2 separate regions of the Mus musculus genome follow, and region 2 is linked to region 1. Evidence: chromatin contacts called from public Hi-C data. All regions are on one chromosome and are shown on one strand. Each heading gives the region's core, a stretch centred on a gene start, on an enhancer-like site or on the middle of the called end of the contact. The rest is flanking DNA. Distances are from core to core; before and after follow the strand shown. Region 1 overlaps Pard3 (par-3 family cell polarity regulator). Region 2 overlaps Pard3 (par-3 family cell polarity regulator).

Evidence for each region. A called contact is a pair of places that touch in the nucleus more often than the background predicts.
Region 2: a contact with region 1 is called in a Hi-C map of forebrain, with 4 times the contacts expected there. The contact joins two enhancer-like sites. A contact is called at or near these places in 2 of 484 Hi-C or Micro-C datasets (cortical neurons and forebrain), 2 of 115 datasets of contacts at active chromatin or transcription factors (T-cell acute lymphoblastic leukemia and embryonic basal ganglia) and 1 of 9 other capture datasets (embryonic stem cells).

What each region holds. Positions count from the first base shown.
Region 1 is chr8:127,188,354-127,196,014 of GRCm38.p6, forward strand. All of the region lies in intron 2 of Pard3 (par-3 family cell polarity regulator), which reads left to right. Among named protein-coding and RNA genes, the nearest start is that of Pard3, 130 kb to the left of the region's middle. Within about 2 kb of position 4,473, at least 18 of the 459 cell types and tissues checked have an H3K27ac peak or open chromatin away from gene starts, as enhancers often do. A contact at or near this core is called in forebrain, where this site is marked.
Region 2 is chr8:127,530,533-127,538,193 of GRCm38.p6, forward strand. All of the region lies in intron 22 of Pard3 (par-3 family cell polarity regulator), which reads left to right. Among named protein-coding and RNA genes, the nearest start is that of Gm51558, 60 kb to the left of the region's middle. Within about 2 kb of position 4,904, at least 21 of the 459 cell types and tissues checked have an H3K27ac peak or open chromatin away from gene starts, as enhancers often do. A contact at or near this core is called in forebrain, where this site is marked.

The DNA.
Region 1 (7,661 bases), core at 3,223-5,722:
AAGAGGCTAAGGGAGTTTGTCCTTTGATGAGGTAGCATTCTAACCAAGTCCATTCAAGGTCCGTGCAGGTTTCTGATAGGGGCATTTTGAAGCCAAGGGGCAGGTGTTTGTATCTGAGAGTAATAAGGTCTGTATTTTGATAGCATAATTTGGCTCACTGCAGACCACTGAGCATCTAAAATGCCAGTGAAGAAGGCAGGAAGGAGAGGAGGATGACTGTGTTAGCTATAGAGAGGGGGAAGAGCAGACACAAAGACCCCATGGGTAACAGCACTCAGGACTTGGCCACTACAGCAGGCTTAGGTGTTGGGGTAGACATGGCTACCATGGCAGGCTTGTTGGTAATGTTGGAGGTGGGTGAGGTATAGGAGAGCTAGCTGATGTCTCAGGGGTTCTCCTTCCTAGATGCAATGCAACCTTGGGAGAGCCCAGGGTCCTGACACACTAACACATGACTCCTTGATCTGGCAGTAAAAGCCAGGCTTAAAGATTCAGCCAAGTGCAGATGCCTCTGCTCTCTGCCCTCCCTCACCCACTGTCAATCATCTCCAAGATTTCTCCTCTAAGATGCTGCCTTTAAACTTTGTTCTCTAAAGTGTCACCTGGGTCTCAGATGGATAGACAGCTGTAGGAAGGCCTTGGTTAATTTTGACTAATCATTAGCTTTTCTGCATGAGTACCAACATAAGCAAAGTATTGGAGTTCCTTTAAGGATAGAGCATATTCCTGATGAGGAGGCCACCTCCTAGAAGAACACAAGGAAGCGAAAGCACCCTTCTATCTCCATCAGACAGAATTAACCATAAGTGTTTGCATGATGCAGATATGGCAAGTGTATAGGAAAACTGCACGAAATGAAGGGGTAGTCTTAACGAAAGTGTCTTTACGATTTTCGCATATAATTTGGGGTGTCTTGCTTGAGCACAAGATGCACTCAGCCTCTCTTTATAATCAGGAAACTGTTTTATGTTTATTAAATATATCACATTCCCTTCTTTTTCTTTTAATTAAAAACAGTGCTGTATTAAACGTATCTCACAATTCCCTAACTAGCAAGGGAAATGGTGCGTTATATAGAGTGACAGATGTTGTCAAATTGTCCTTTATAGGAATGCCATTTTCCTGATCTTTTTTTCTTTGAGGCATGGTTTGTCTATACATCCAAGACTGGCCTTGAACTAGCCATCCCACTGCCTCAGTCACCCGAATGGTAGATTTACAGGCGTGAACCACCATGTCTGGCCTCAGATACCCCTTTAAAGGTCCATATTATGTTAACTTCTATCTTCCCAGAGCACAGAGGCCTTGTAGAAGATCTTTTGAGGATCCTTGTGTTCAGCCTGTGTAGCACTTTGCCTGTAGTCTCTGCATCTTGAAATGAACAGGTTTGCTCAGTTCCCTGGGATCCTCAACACCTGCTGGCACCTGCTTGCTTGTGTGTGATTTCTATACAAGAGGATTGTTAGAATGTACGTCTGCTCCTTAAAGAGAATTGTGAGAGTGTTTGTGGAGGGAATATCACAGCCTGTTGTCTTTTGTTTATATATGTGGTATGTGATGCCCATTGGAGGCAAACCATGTGCTTGATGCATTATTATTTATGTCCTTAAAATCCCCCATAGCAGCGCTCCTTTTTTGAGTGGTCAGGGTGAGGGAAGCTTGAATGTGGTTTTCACTGCCTCAGGTGTGGTCCCTTTTCTACTCTATTAGGAACAAGGTTTCTAGTGTGTGTGTTTTCTGTGTTTTGTTAAAGGAGTGGCACTCATAACACACACCCATTCCGGAGGCATGCTTCTGGCAGAATCTTCATCTATCTTCAGGCCTGGCCATTTTTAGTTCCAAAGATAAGAATTCCAGAGCAGAGAGAATCTGAGATATTATGCTAATGGTGTTCCGATCCTAGGTGTGGTTATAAACAGTCTTCAAAATGACTCAAGTCATGCATCTTTCCTGCTGCTCAGAACTGTGAAAGAAACCTTTATAAAGCATGTATATGGTAACAAGGGAAAGGATGTCTTTGGATGGTTCATAACTGATTTCTGAATCAAAGATAAACATCCTTAGAGCTCAGCTTCACACATGATTTTGTGGCTGTTGCCCGGAGGGAAGTGGCTGGGCAGTTTTGTGGTTTACCTGGAGATGGAAGTCCTTTGTTTTGCTGTTGGGGCATTTCCTTCATGATCCAGAAGAGGTCGCTGTATGCCTGTAGTTGAAGGCTATTGCTGGATGATAAGTGACCCACGTCTGCATACTTTCGGGACGGAGCTGGTCTGTTTTGTGAAGATAGATTTTATTTTAAGATGTTGTCATAGAGGTTTCTGTAAGTGTTCAAACAGCATTGTGAGGCGTCTTTGGAGAACCCAGGTTCCCGCTGCCTGCCTGTTCTGACTAGAAGAGACTGCTTCGAAAGCCCCTTGATACCTACCCTACTTGGTTCCTCCCCTACAGACTTGATTTGACTTTTACGAAGGAAATCTTGCCAGTGTGAACCTATGGGTTAATTTTGATTTTTGATGTGTAACCTCCAAAAGCAACTCAGGCTTGTTAAGTTTTATTTATTTCAGAAAATTTAGATATTTCTTTACGTGCTCTGAATCCTGGAGAAATGGCTGCTGTACCACCTCCTCTTTTTGCAGACAGGCTCTCGCTGTTTTTCCCACTTTGGCCTGAGATGTGCTGTGTTGGAGCCCAGGCTGGCCTTGAACTCGTGATCTTCCTACTCAGCCTCTCAAGGTGGGAGTTTGTGCCACTGTTGTGTGAATATGGCTGCATCTTAGAGCACACATCCTAGCTAGAGGGTCCACTCTCTCCCTGCCCACCCTCCACTGTGTCTTAGGAAGCATCACTCTGTCCTCATCACCTTAACAAATGTTACGTTCTGTAGACCTGCCCTTGCTAGTGTTCTCTTTTCTTAAAGCTGCAATTAATTTGTGTATATGTTTATACACGTGTGTGCTTGCTGATTTTACTCTGGATTTTTCTTACGTGGAGGTTTTGAAAGTGAGTAGACAGGTCTGTAGTGACATGCCAGCAGAGTTGTTTTATACCAATCGAATAACAGGGTACTACTAAATCTTTAGAGGTGATCTCTTCATCATTTCCCCCCATTCTGTTTAGCCTTTTCTCCTGGTCCTCCCCCCTTTCTGCTCTGCTTTGAGTTACCACTAGAGGGCAGCGCAACAACACATCATTCTGTGAGAGCCTCCTTGTTTCTCAGTTGGCAGGTGTGAGGGACACTTTTGAGAACAAAGCACATTATTACTGAACACCTAAAACCCAGTGGCAAAGCAGCACAGTGAATTCAAACACACGATATGGAAAATTCCCAGCATTCCCGTGGCAGGGCTCTGGGGTAAGGCTTCACACACAGGGCCACTTGCAATCAAGAATGACACTTGTGGGTGGAACGAGCCTTAATGCTAGTGGGTACTGTCATTGTACAACTTCAAAATGCGTGTCAGGCCTTTGATAGTGATGGTTTTTTTTTTTTTTTTTTACTTCGTTTTAAAATCCACCCTTTGACTTGTTTCAAGATGTCAAGATAGGAAGAGTTAGCCAAGAAAAAGCCTGTGCATAGCTGGCTTCATCTTTGCCTTAGAAAAGAATGAGAAAGGAATTCAAATAAAAGATATGTCGATTAATTTATGGGTCTCGTGAGAAGCCGTGCTCACGGAGCCCTGTCCAGCAGGGTTGTTTTACTTACCGTTCTCTGGAGACAAAGCAGTCACAAAATGAGGCCACTTACTATGTAAGCCATTGTAGCTCTCTGCAAAGCACATGGGCACACTTTTAAGGTTATTTTGTATCAGTGGTGTGGAGCTTGCTTTGCCCACACCCTTGGTTTTCAGTACCATTATTCCCTCCTTACTTCCTCTATTGCTACATTTAGGGTTTTGAATGCTTAGCTTAGTAAGCAGTTGTCTCTATGTTGGTTTCTATGTTGGATGACAATAGAATTACTTTGTTCTTCCTGATTTTCACATATGACCGACTTTCCTCTGACTGCTGTGGACTCCTGTCTTGCACCTGTGTCCTGGGTTCTCCGCCACAGCACTGGGATCGCACCTGGTCCTGCTTCTACTTGTAGATCCTCCAGCACGCAGGCGAATTAACACAGACAAAGCCCATTATGAGGCAAACCATTTATTCTACTAATTGGTTGGCAATATTCATTTTAATGGGACCTGGCATGTTAACTTCAGCTGTGCTGACTGACTGACTGAGAGGCAGTGCGGGCCCGTTTGACCTTCAGTTGTCAGGCTCCTCCATGTCCAGTGGCTGCCCCGGTTAACTTATACTTATGGACTCTCACCACTGGCCCTCACAGACTGGGTGATGATATTTGGAAGACAGCCGCCAGCGCTGACTGAGAACTAGAACACTGTTGTGGTGGAGCTCAGCTGGGAGTTAGCGTGAGGCTGGGAGGTGGTGTTTGTGAGAGGCTTGCACAGGGTGGAAAGGAGAAGATGAAGTAGAGGTGTGTGTGGGAGAGGAGTAAGAGAATCCTTTTGTTCACTATAGGCTTACTCTTTACTAGAGCTCATCCTAACAGATTAAAAAGGCTCTTGATTCTCGTGAAGGCGGGTTGCGGCTTCTTTTAGTCTGTGAGGCTCTGAGTGTCTGTGGGGATGCAGACAAGTCTCCAGGTGATGAGTTGTTTCTGTCTACAGCCATGCCCTGTTCAGGAAAGAACACATTTGCCTCGAACGATCCTGTGCTTATCACTAAACAGTCATTTGTGGACCTTGTGACTACCCTCAGGAGTTTCCACTCCTGTGGGACCCGCACAGTCTTAATTTATTATTACAGGAGTTCATGGTGGTGGAGAGAAACTAGAAAAAAATATGTAAAGTGTTAAGTAAGTAGAGTGCCCTGAGCCACACCCATGAAGGGAAGAGACCATGTTTTGTTTGTTTGTTTTGTTTTTTTAACTTTGCTTTGTTTTGTTTTGTTTTGTTTTTTGTTTTGCATTTGTTTGGCGTTTGCTTCTCCATCCATCTACAATCTTCTGCACCCACATGAGCATTTTAAGCACACTGACCTGCAGATAGCTTCTTGCTAGATAGTGCTATTCTCTGCTATGTCTCAGATGTGTTTCTGTATCAGTGAATAGAGACCAATTCTTCTCAACAGTCTTAGTAATTAGTGAATAAGTACAGACCTCATTACTTGGTAATTCGTGGGTCATTTCTTACAACCCCCACTCTCCCGTTTCCGTTGTTGCTTTCAGGTTGTTTCCAGGGCTTATGTCATCCCATGATTTGGAGCCACCGTTGTCCCTTACCAGTTCTTTGTTGATAAAAAGAGGCCCAGGCTTTGGCTACTAATTGAGACCTGAGACAGGGAGGGACTGCTTGCTATTCGAGATTTTTAAATCTTGAACTTTAAGTTCGATACCTCATCTTCTTTGTTACTTAGGCTGTGTGTATGTATATGTGTATATGTGTGTATGTGCATATTTGTGTGTACACATGTGTGTATGTATGTATGTGTGTTATATGTGTGTATGTGTGTATATGTGTGTTTGATGTATATGTGTGTGTACATGTGTGTGTCTATGTGTGTGTCTATGTGTGTATGCGTGTGTTCATGTGTGTGTGTATTTGTTTAAGTGTTGTTTGGCTGTTTTGAGCTGGTGACATGACAAAATTTGATACATTCATTGTATAGTTCCTTCCCCTTTTCTTCCTTGGCTTCTGGAACCCTGTTTGTGACACTGACTCAATGTAAAGAAAACCAGTGCATTGTAAAATCCCAGAGAGTGGGCTGGGGGTTGGACCCAGTTGGTGGCCCCAGGTTCCATCCCCAGCACCATGTAACTGAGCAGGGTAGCATATACCTGCAACCTCAACACTCAGCAGGTACAGAAAGGAGGATCAGAAGTTCAGCTCAGGTCTTCCTCTCTATTCATAGGGATTTATAGGCCAGCCTGGTCTACGTGAGCTACTGTCTCAAAAAAGAAGGAGGAGCAAAATCATAAAGAAAATTATAACCATTTTTCATTTAAGTTAGTGGGGGGAGTTGGTAGTCCTTTAATTAAATTATAGCTGCTAGTTTTATTTTGCAGAACTGTAAGCAAGGGACAATTTCTACGGCTGGTGTAACCAACTTTTTATTTATTTTTAATGTTTGTGTTTTATGTGTATGAGTGTTTATCTGCATGTATGCATGTGTACTTGTGTGCTTGCCTGATGTTCTTGGAGGCCAGAGGAGGGTATCAGGTCCCCTGGAACTCGGGTTAGGGTGATTGTGAGCAGCCATGCAAGCCCAAGTCCTCTGCAAGATCAGGAAGTGCTCTTAACTGCTAAGCCATCTTTTGATGGGTATTTTCAAAAATCCACTTTTCAAGTTATTATTATTGTTTTTTAAACGGACCATGTCTAATTTGTCTTCAAAGGCAGCAGAAGTTCTGGGTCTTGTCTGCTTGTGAAAGACAGAAAAGGCAAAGCTGGGAATGTTGCCTCCGATTCAGTGTCACGTTGTTCCTGAGTTCTCCTCCACCTCTGTTTGTTCTGTGGTGTGTGCTTTGCTGAAGGGATGTGCTGCCCATTTAGCCTAGGGATTGGGATGCAGGGACGAGTCTTTGGAGGGTGTGTTGCCAGGAGACAGACCAGTGAGCATCAGCCGAGAGCCTAGCTGATGAGTTTCTTTTCTTGACTGACAGCATCGTGAATTTTTAAGTCTCCCGTGCTGATGCTTAAATGTAATTGCCTGATTGTTTCATACCAAATCCCAGCTCCCGCTCTGCGAATTCAGAGCAAGAGCACTCATTGTCTGTGTTCTCGCAGTTGGTATGCTGTGCCGGGTCTGAGGCAGGCGGTGGAACAGAGAGTGGGGCCTGTCCCTTCACTGTCCATAGCTACGTGGCAGCAGCCATTGTTCTGTCCAGGGGCAAGGTGGGCTTGAGCTTGGTGTTGCTGGATGCCCACTGAGTTATCTTGCTTCCTACCCTGATCATCTGTCACTTAATGTTCTTGCCCTGCGTGATGGTGTTTTTGTGCGCAGTGTAGAGGGAGAGTAGAGTGCTGGGTCACCGTCCAAGGACATCAGAGTGTGGTGAATTCAGAGAGCTGATCACAGCATTTGCCATAGCAGTGGTGAGTTGTGCATCTGTGACCGGAAGTCTAAACTCTCCACTCTTGCAACTGCACCGTGTTCCTGCTTTGCACTGGACAGCCTTAAAAGAGATGAGTTCAGCCCGGGGTGTCCAGAGTGGACATAGCTGTTAGGCTCAGCCATTTGAGGTTGGGAACCGGCATGTGAATGCCTGCCAGGCCACCAGCAGGGTGTTTTCAGGGCATCTTGATGGTGGCTTATAGTTCCATGTCTTTGGGACATGGTGCAGTAGTAGAGGGAGAAGGAACCTGGTCTTAGGATGAGCAGGGCAGTTCCATACAGAGGAAGCTCAGGTCTTCAGAGTACTGCATGTTTTTAATCTCTCAACTCTTGGGGTCACATTGCGTATCTGGAATCCCAGGTCTCCTTTTCATCTCAAGTTCAACTGAACACAGTAAGGGACAGGCCAATGCATTCTGGGGTTTTTTTGTTTGGTTTTGTGTTTATTTATTTATTTTGGTTTTGTTTTTACTGCTGCTGCTGAGACGGGATTTCGAATAGACCAGACTGGCCTTGAACTTTGCTGCGTAGCTGAGGGTGATCTG
Region 2 (7,661 bases), core at 3,654-6,153, 340 kb after region 1:
TACTAAAATCCAGTTTATTCAGTGTTGGGGATACAACCCAGGGCTTCACATGTGCAAGTCAGGCTCTCTGCCAACCAAGCCACATCTCTGCCCCGTGCTCTTAGCCTTTTAAGGTTTTATCTGAGTATAATGTAGTTCCTTAATACTTGGGAAGGAAAGTGCTGCTGAATTTGACTAAAAATCATGCCTTTGATTGGCACGCAGACTTATTTCACAATCTTCAATCTAGATACCAGCTTCTAGAAGACTGTCCCAGGCATTATGCTAGCTCACCCATTTCTATAGCTCAGTTTATGTTTTTCATTAATATACACCCAACTGCCATCCTACAGTTAGGAATGAAGGTTTTTCCCAGAAACAGCAGAGGATTCAAGTCAATATATGTTTAAAAAATAATTGAAGTTTTCCTAGAACCTAAATTTGCTAATTTACTGAGTGTATTAGTTAGGCTTCTCTAAAGGAAAAGAACTGATAGAAACTGATAGAATGAACACACAGAGAGACACATATACACATGCACACACAAACAGATACACAGGCAGACACATACACAGACACACTCACAGACACATAGGCAGACACACAGACTCACACACACACACACACATACACACACACACACACACACACACACACACACACACACACACACTAGGATTCATTAGTTTGGCTTACAGGATGTGGCCCAACTTGTTCAACAATGCTTGTCTCACACTGGAGAGGCTGAGAATCCAGTAGTTGTTGTTCAGGTCGCTTGGCTGGATATCTGACCAGTCCCAGTCTAGCACTAGAGAGCTGCTGATCTTCATTCTACATTGGAATCCCAAAAAAGTTGATTCTAGTATCAGTCAGTGAAGGGATGCCACAGTAACAAGATAACAAAATGGATGAACTTGTCAGCCAGAGTGAGGGCAAGCAGGAGGCAAAAGAAGCTTTTTTTTTTTTTCTGTCCTTTCATCTGGGCTTCCACCAAAAGGTGACAAAGAAATATGCCGTTCACATGTAGGGCGGGCCTTTGTACTTCACATAATCTGATCAGGAGAATCCCACACAAGCATTCCCAGAAGCTCCTGTTTTAGTTGATTCCAGATTCAGTCAAGCTGACAACTAAGATTAGCTGTCAAGGCCTGTGAAAGGCTGGGCTCACAATGAAAACATCAAGATTAGCCATCACATTAAGTGTACATCTGGTTTGAGCAAGAAAGAGGGGCAAAAGCCATGGCCGTGTCTAGAAATAATTAAGTACAAACCTATGGACCTTATACTGTGGGAGGTTTGATGTATGGGGAATTCATACTCAGATGCTGGCGCTTGCATGAGGAGGTTTGGTTGGTTGGAGTGGGCAGGTAGTCTGTTTGGGATCTAAGAGGGAACTACTATCTAGTCCTGATCAGAAATGAGATCTAATGAGACAGAAACCAGGAGGCTGGAGGTTTAATTTCATGTCTGGTCCAATCAGTCCATCAGAACAAATCATTAAAGCATTAAGACCATCTGGAGGACTCAGGAGCCAACTGAGTGTCGAAAACCAAGTAGGATGTTTCCTAAGAGTGGATGACATTTGTTCTTCTTCGAGAGCTGTTGCCTGGGGAGAGAGATGGGTCTAGAAAGCTTGCCAGAGTACAGGCACCTGAGTGGATGGCACATACTTGTAATTCCAGAGCTGGGAAGGCAGACCCACGGAGATCCCTGGGGCTCACTGGCTAGTCAGCTAGAATAGCTTCATGGATGAGTCCCAGGTCGATGAGTGATGTGACCCAAAACAAGGTAGATCCTGAGGAACAATAATAACGAAGACTGTGCTTTCGTTTCTGTGTGCACACACGACACATGAACCTGTATTCACATAGAGCCCTCATACACATGAACACATGACACACATACATATGCCGAGAAGAAGCACGAAGGACGTTAAGCATGCGTTCCCACACAGTGATTTTAAGTGATACTTTAAGAAACACCATTCATTTTAATGGGGAACTGTAGATGCTTGGATGGATTTTTATTGTATTGCTTCTAAATTGGGTTAAAAATATGTGTGTCCAGAAGCCCTTATCATTCTTTTATGCGTAAAACTTTGAAAGTCGTCCGGCCTTTGGGGATGCAGAATACATTGCTGTTGCCTACGGTATGCTGCAGGACTGAAACCTCTTGTTCATACTGAACCGTGGCTTAGTACCACCGACCAACCTTTCTCCTCCCCACCCCTTCTCCATGTTCCCTGGGCTCTCATAGCCCCCCATTTTCAACTTCTATGAAATTAGACTTTGAGTGCTCCATATGTGAGCCTTCCCAGGCGTCCCTGGCTTGTTTTAATTAGCGGCAGTCTAGATCTATCCATGCCTTTTCAATTGATAAGATCTTCTTTGTTATCCGAATGGTATTCCACAGTACATATGTGCCATATTTCCTTTATTCTCTTGTCAGTAGATGAACACAGACCGTTTCCATTTCTGACCTCGTACACGCTTTACACTAAGACCAGGCCAGGGTTTAAAATATCCTTCCTGTTCCTATCTCTTCATCTTAGGTTTGATAGCAGCTCCTCTACCGAGTGAAATGGGAAAGTCGGGTGCCCACCTGCATCCAGGTTCACCCAGCTCTTCCTTATAGTGAATGGATGAAGTTCATACTGTTTAGCATCACCAATACCCAGAGGTTTAGCATCAGTGGCTCCCCATGATATGTCAAAGTCATGAGAGATGAAGATTTCGGGTCTGGCCTTGCTATTAAGTCCATTAGTCATCAGAGCAGAAAGGATACAAAGTATCTGTAATACACAGATACAGTGCAGGTCAAAAGTAATTGATAAGAAATGCAGGTATCATTTTTAAAAATCTATGTCAAGAAGGGAGATTCTAGGGCCAAGGGGAATATGATTATGTCAGTTATTTTCTGCTTAAGATGGGAGGTCGTGCCAGCACTGTGTTATATCAGAAATTGCCACTAAAGAATAAAAGCACAACAGTTCCACCTGTAAACCTAGCATTTGGGAGCCTGAGGCAAGAGGACCCTGGGTTCAAGATCAGCCTGAGCTACATAAAGAGTTGAAAGCCCCTTTCTCACTCCAAGAATAGGAAAGACTTTAAAAAGTTGTTTTGTTGTTGTTGTTGTTGTTGTTGTTTAAGTGATTCTCAAATGATGATACTCTTTAACCAATTTTATACAATATTTAAACATCCTGATTTGAAGTACTCTGCTTAAAAGTGTCATGTCACAGATCTGGGATGAACTCCTGGTATGCTGTGTAACTCTGAAGAGTCTTTATTAGAACTAATTAGCTGACTAAATATGACTGAGGTCTCACCACATCTGTTAGAGCTAATATTTCTGGAATGAACATCCCACACCGTAGGCAGCTTTCTGTGGAGGACTCCACTACATTTCACACTGCACCTTAGGAGCATTCTGTAGATTCCCCTGTTAGTCCAGTTGGCACATCAGGAAATAACAATGGTTGATCATGTTATGTACAGGTCAAGTATGTTATGGGGGAGGGTGTGTGTGTGTGTGTGTGTGTGTGTGAGAGAGAGAGAGAGAGAGAGAGAGAGTTTGTCCATGTGATCATTCCACAACCACATCAAAAAGTCAGGCACAGTGGCACATCCTTCTATTCCTAGGCTTGCCTACTTAGTAAGTTCTAGGCCAGCAGGAAAGCTGAGTCTGGCCTCAGGCATCCACACACATTCACACATTCAGATACTCATGGAGATTAGAACTAGATAGCATAAGAGTTCAACAGTAGCATAAACATTGGATTAATTGTATGGAGCCCTTTTGACAGATGATTATTCATTAATTATAAATTGTGCTTTCTTTCAGAAAACATTGTTTAGCATATTTATTTGTGAAATGAGGCAGTCCGTTGCTCATGTTGATTTCACACTGAGAAACTGTGTTGGTTTATGTTAAGACAGTTAAGGACCGTTCTGATAGTGCAACGCCAGGAGTGAGGGCATTCACCAAATTAAGTGTCAGTAACACAGGGTGACATTCTAACCAGTATTGGTTCATTGGATTTGACTTCCTCTGAGGCAGGGAATCACATTTGCTGTATAAAGTCTATTTTCCAGTAACCATAAGCAGAAGTGTTCAGAAGCAATATGCAAGGGTAGTAAGTAAGTTAGAAGTGATCAGTTGTGAGTATTCTCATGCATTTATTTGTTTTCAGTGTGTTGTGTGTGCCAGGCAAGTGCTGTGTCTGTCAGAGTACCACACCCATTTTTAAGCAGGTAGATAGAAATGGTGATTGTGTGTGTGTGTGTGTGTACACCTCATTTTTCCATCAGGGAGATGGAGGGCCCAGGAAGCCACATGACTGGTATGGACCCCACAGAGCAGCCCCTGGGACCTGCAGTGTGGGGACTTGCTGTAGCAGAGGTGTCCCAGCCTCTGTTCCCCTTGGCTGCTCCGCAGGGGCAGCTGCCAAGTCTGGCTCCTCATCTCCTTTTCAAGAACAAACTCCATCTGCCAGAAAACATGACTGTTCAGCTCGAAGCATGTCAAAACTCACATTTTGCTGAGTGTGTCTTATTTTGGACAAGCAGCTTGCTTCAGAGCCGGAATTGAAAATTGCTTTCAATATGTAAAGGAGGGAGCATTCTGGAATCAGGGAGGTTATTTATGAAGCTTGGTGGGGGCAGGGGAAGCCTTGCATCATGTTTGGTGGAATGAGAAAGATAAAATTTTAATGTTGAAGGCACTTATATTTTACGTATATTCTGCCATCCCGGTCCCTCCCTGGTACACACACACACACACACACACACACACACACACACAGAGCTATCTCCAGGGCAGTCTCTGAGCCCAAGAATAATAATAGCGATGTCAGTTCAAATGTGAGGCATTGAAAACCTGGGAAGTATCGACTGCCTGCATCTGCAGTGAGAAACCAGACTGCAGCACCGCTCCAAGAAGCTCCTGAAAGGATGGTGAGGAGTTCTGTGAATATAAATCCAAGCTCAAGAGGATAGGTGGACATGGAGAAAATCTAATTAACACAACTGAAAGTCTCAGGAATGAACTGCCCATCACTAAAGAAATGAGTCTGGCAGGGAATGCATCCTCAGAGCAGAACTGATCAAATGCGCCCTCATTGTGGAGGGAGATGCACTTTTCAGATAATGTATTTTGGGAGGTATCATCTGCTTGAGTTCGTTCCTTCTTACAGCAGTTGGAAGTTTGGAGCCTTTTCCTGGCTGTTAACTGGCAGGGGAATCTTCCTATCCTGGCATTCCTTAAATAGATCTCTTTATGTATATATGTATTAAAAATCGCCTTGAAAATACCAAAGTGGGCAAGGAGGGGGAGAAAAACTACTGTTTGTTTCCTCATAGAACTGACATTTTTATTTGAAGAAAAAAAATCCATAAATTTACAATCTCCTTCTTTCTAGGTTTTTCAACATTTCTTGCAAATTGTATGTAAATGAATGCAAATAAGCAGTCCTCACTAGTGCTGCTTAGAAGTGTAAAATGCATAAAATTAAGATGCTGAGAGGAACTTGCATCTAATTAAGGTAGCATGTAAAGAAATGTTTAAATTCAAATTAGATGCTTCAGTGGGAAGAATTACTTGTTTAACTCAAAAAGATGTTTTGTGTGATCTAGGGAAGGCTTGCCCCGCCACTCAGAACTCCACACTAGGTACTGAATTCAACTAACTTAGATGTCAAAGCTGGGTTTAACCCTAGACTTCAGTCAATCTCAAGACAGACAAATAGCATACATTTTCTCTTATTTGTGGTTCTTGGATTTGATATTGAAACATAAAATTACATATATACATATATATACATATATATGTATAATTACATATATGTATGTGTATATATATACATATATATGTATAATTACATATATGTATGTGTATATATATATACATATATATGTATAATTACATATATGTATGTGTGTATATATATATATATATATATATATATATATATATATATATATATCATGCATAATTTCATGCAGTCTGGAGGAGAAAGAGGACTAGATAAGGGAGCACAAGAGGGGAGTATAGGGAGATACTTAGCACACAATATATACATGTCCAAAACTTAAAGCATAAATAAGCAGAATGTTTAAAAAAAAATTTTAAAAAAACCATTCAGGAGGGATGACATCATGCACGGCTATAATCCAGGCACTCAGGAGAGTAAAGCAGAAGGATTAAGAGTTAGACCACCCGAGGCTCTATCTTCAACAACAAGAAAAATCAAGAGCAACGATAACAAAACCCAGCGTCTACAACAAGCTCTTTTATTGGAACACCCACATCCCCAAAGCAGACTGGAAAGATGGGTGACCTCAGCTGAATTAGAAAGACTGCCTGTCTGTGCTCTCATTGTCCAGCTTGAGTTTACCTCACTGAGGAGCAAGCATGTCCTCATCTAACAGGTCAGTCAGGGACAGAAGAGAGGAATCTGACCTCTTCCTGAAGCTTTTACTTCAGAGACTGAAGTGGCTGGGGAGATGGCACAACCAGTGGAGTACTTGCCTTGAGAGTGTAAGGACCTGACTTCAGTCCCCAGAACCCATGTTCAAAAGCCAGGCATGACAGTGTGTGCACATGCAATCCCAGCTCTGGGGAGGTAGAAACAAGTAGATTTTTTTTGACTCAGTGGACACTGGGCATAGCATAATGGGGGGTTCCATATCCCGATGAGAAGCCCTGTCTCAAAATTCAAAGTGAACAGTGCTGTGTAGAAGAAGAAGAAGAAGGAGGAGGAGGAGGAGGAGGAAGAGGAGGAAGAGGAGGAGGAAGAAGGAAGAAGGAAGAAGGAAGAAGGAAGAAGAAGGAGAAGCCGCCACCGCCGCCAGGAATATGTTTGGTGGAGGTATGGTATGGTATGGGGGAAGGGGGTGCCTCTGTGGGGGCCCATGCTGAAGCATCCCTTCCCCCTAAGCTACCAGCCACACAACAGTATAGGATAGGAATAGAATTTATTTAGGGCATGGGGAGGGGAGTTGAGGGGGTAAGAGAGAGAGAGAGTGGGGGGGGTTAGTGTAAAGGAGTAGAGGTTGGCCATGAACACGTGGAGAGTGAGAAGGGGAGGGGAATGGAGAGAGAAGGGACAGAGAGGCAAGAGGGTATGAGAGAAAGAATAAAAGCAAGAGAATAGAAGAAGAGAATGAGGAGGGGGCAAGCAGCCCCTTTTATAGTGAGTCGGGTACACCTGGCTGTTGCCAGGTAGTTGTGGGGCAGAGCCTAGAAGAAATGCCAGCAAACAGCACCTTAGAAATGACCTCTGACCTCCACAGGCATATTCACGTGTGTGATGTGCAAATATTCCTGCATGCACATACTGGCTTACGTACACAAATACAAAAAACATGAAAGAACTTTTTGTGTAATGTCTTAGTTGGCTTTAAATGTCAATTTGACGAAGCCTGTAGTCTACCCAAGAAACAAGTCTCAACTGATAGATTACCAAGATCAAACTGGCCGATAGCTCACCTGTGGAGAATTGCCTTGATTGTTAATTGATGCAAGAGGGTCCAGCCCACTGTGGGCAACACCATTCCCTGAACAGGTGGCTCTGAGTTGTGCAATACAGCAAGCTACACATAGATCTTAGAATGAGCCCCCCAAGCATCGTTCCTCCATGAGCAAGTTCCTGCCCTGACTTCCCTCAGTGACAGACCTATAAG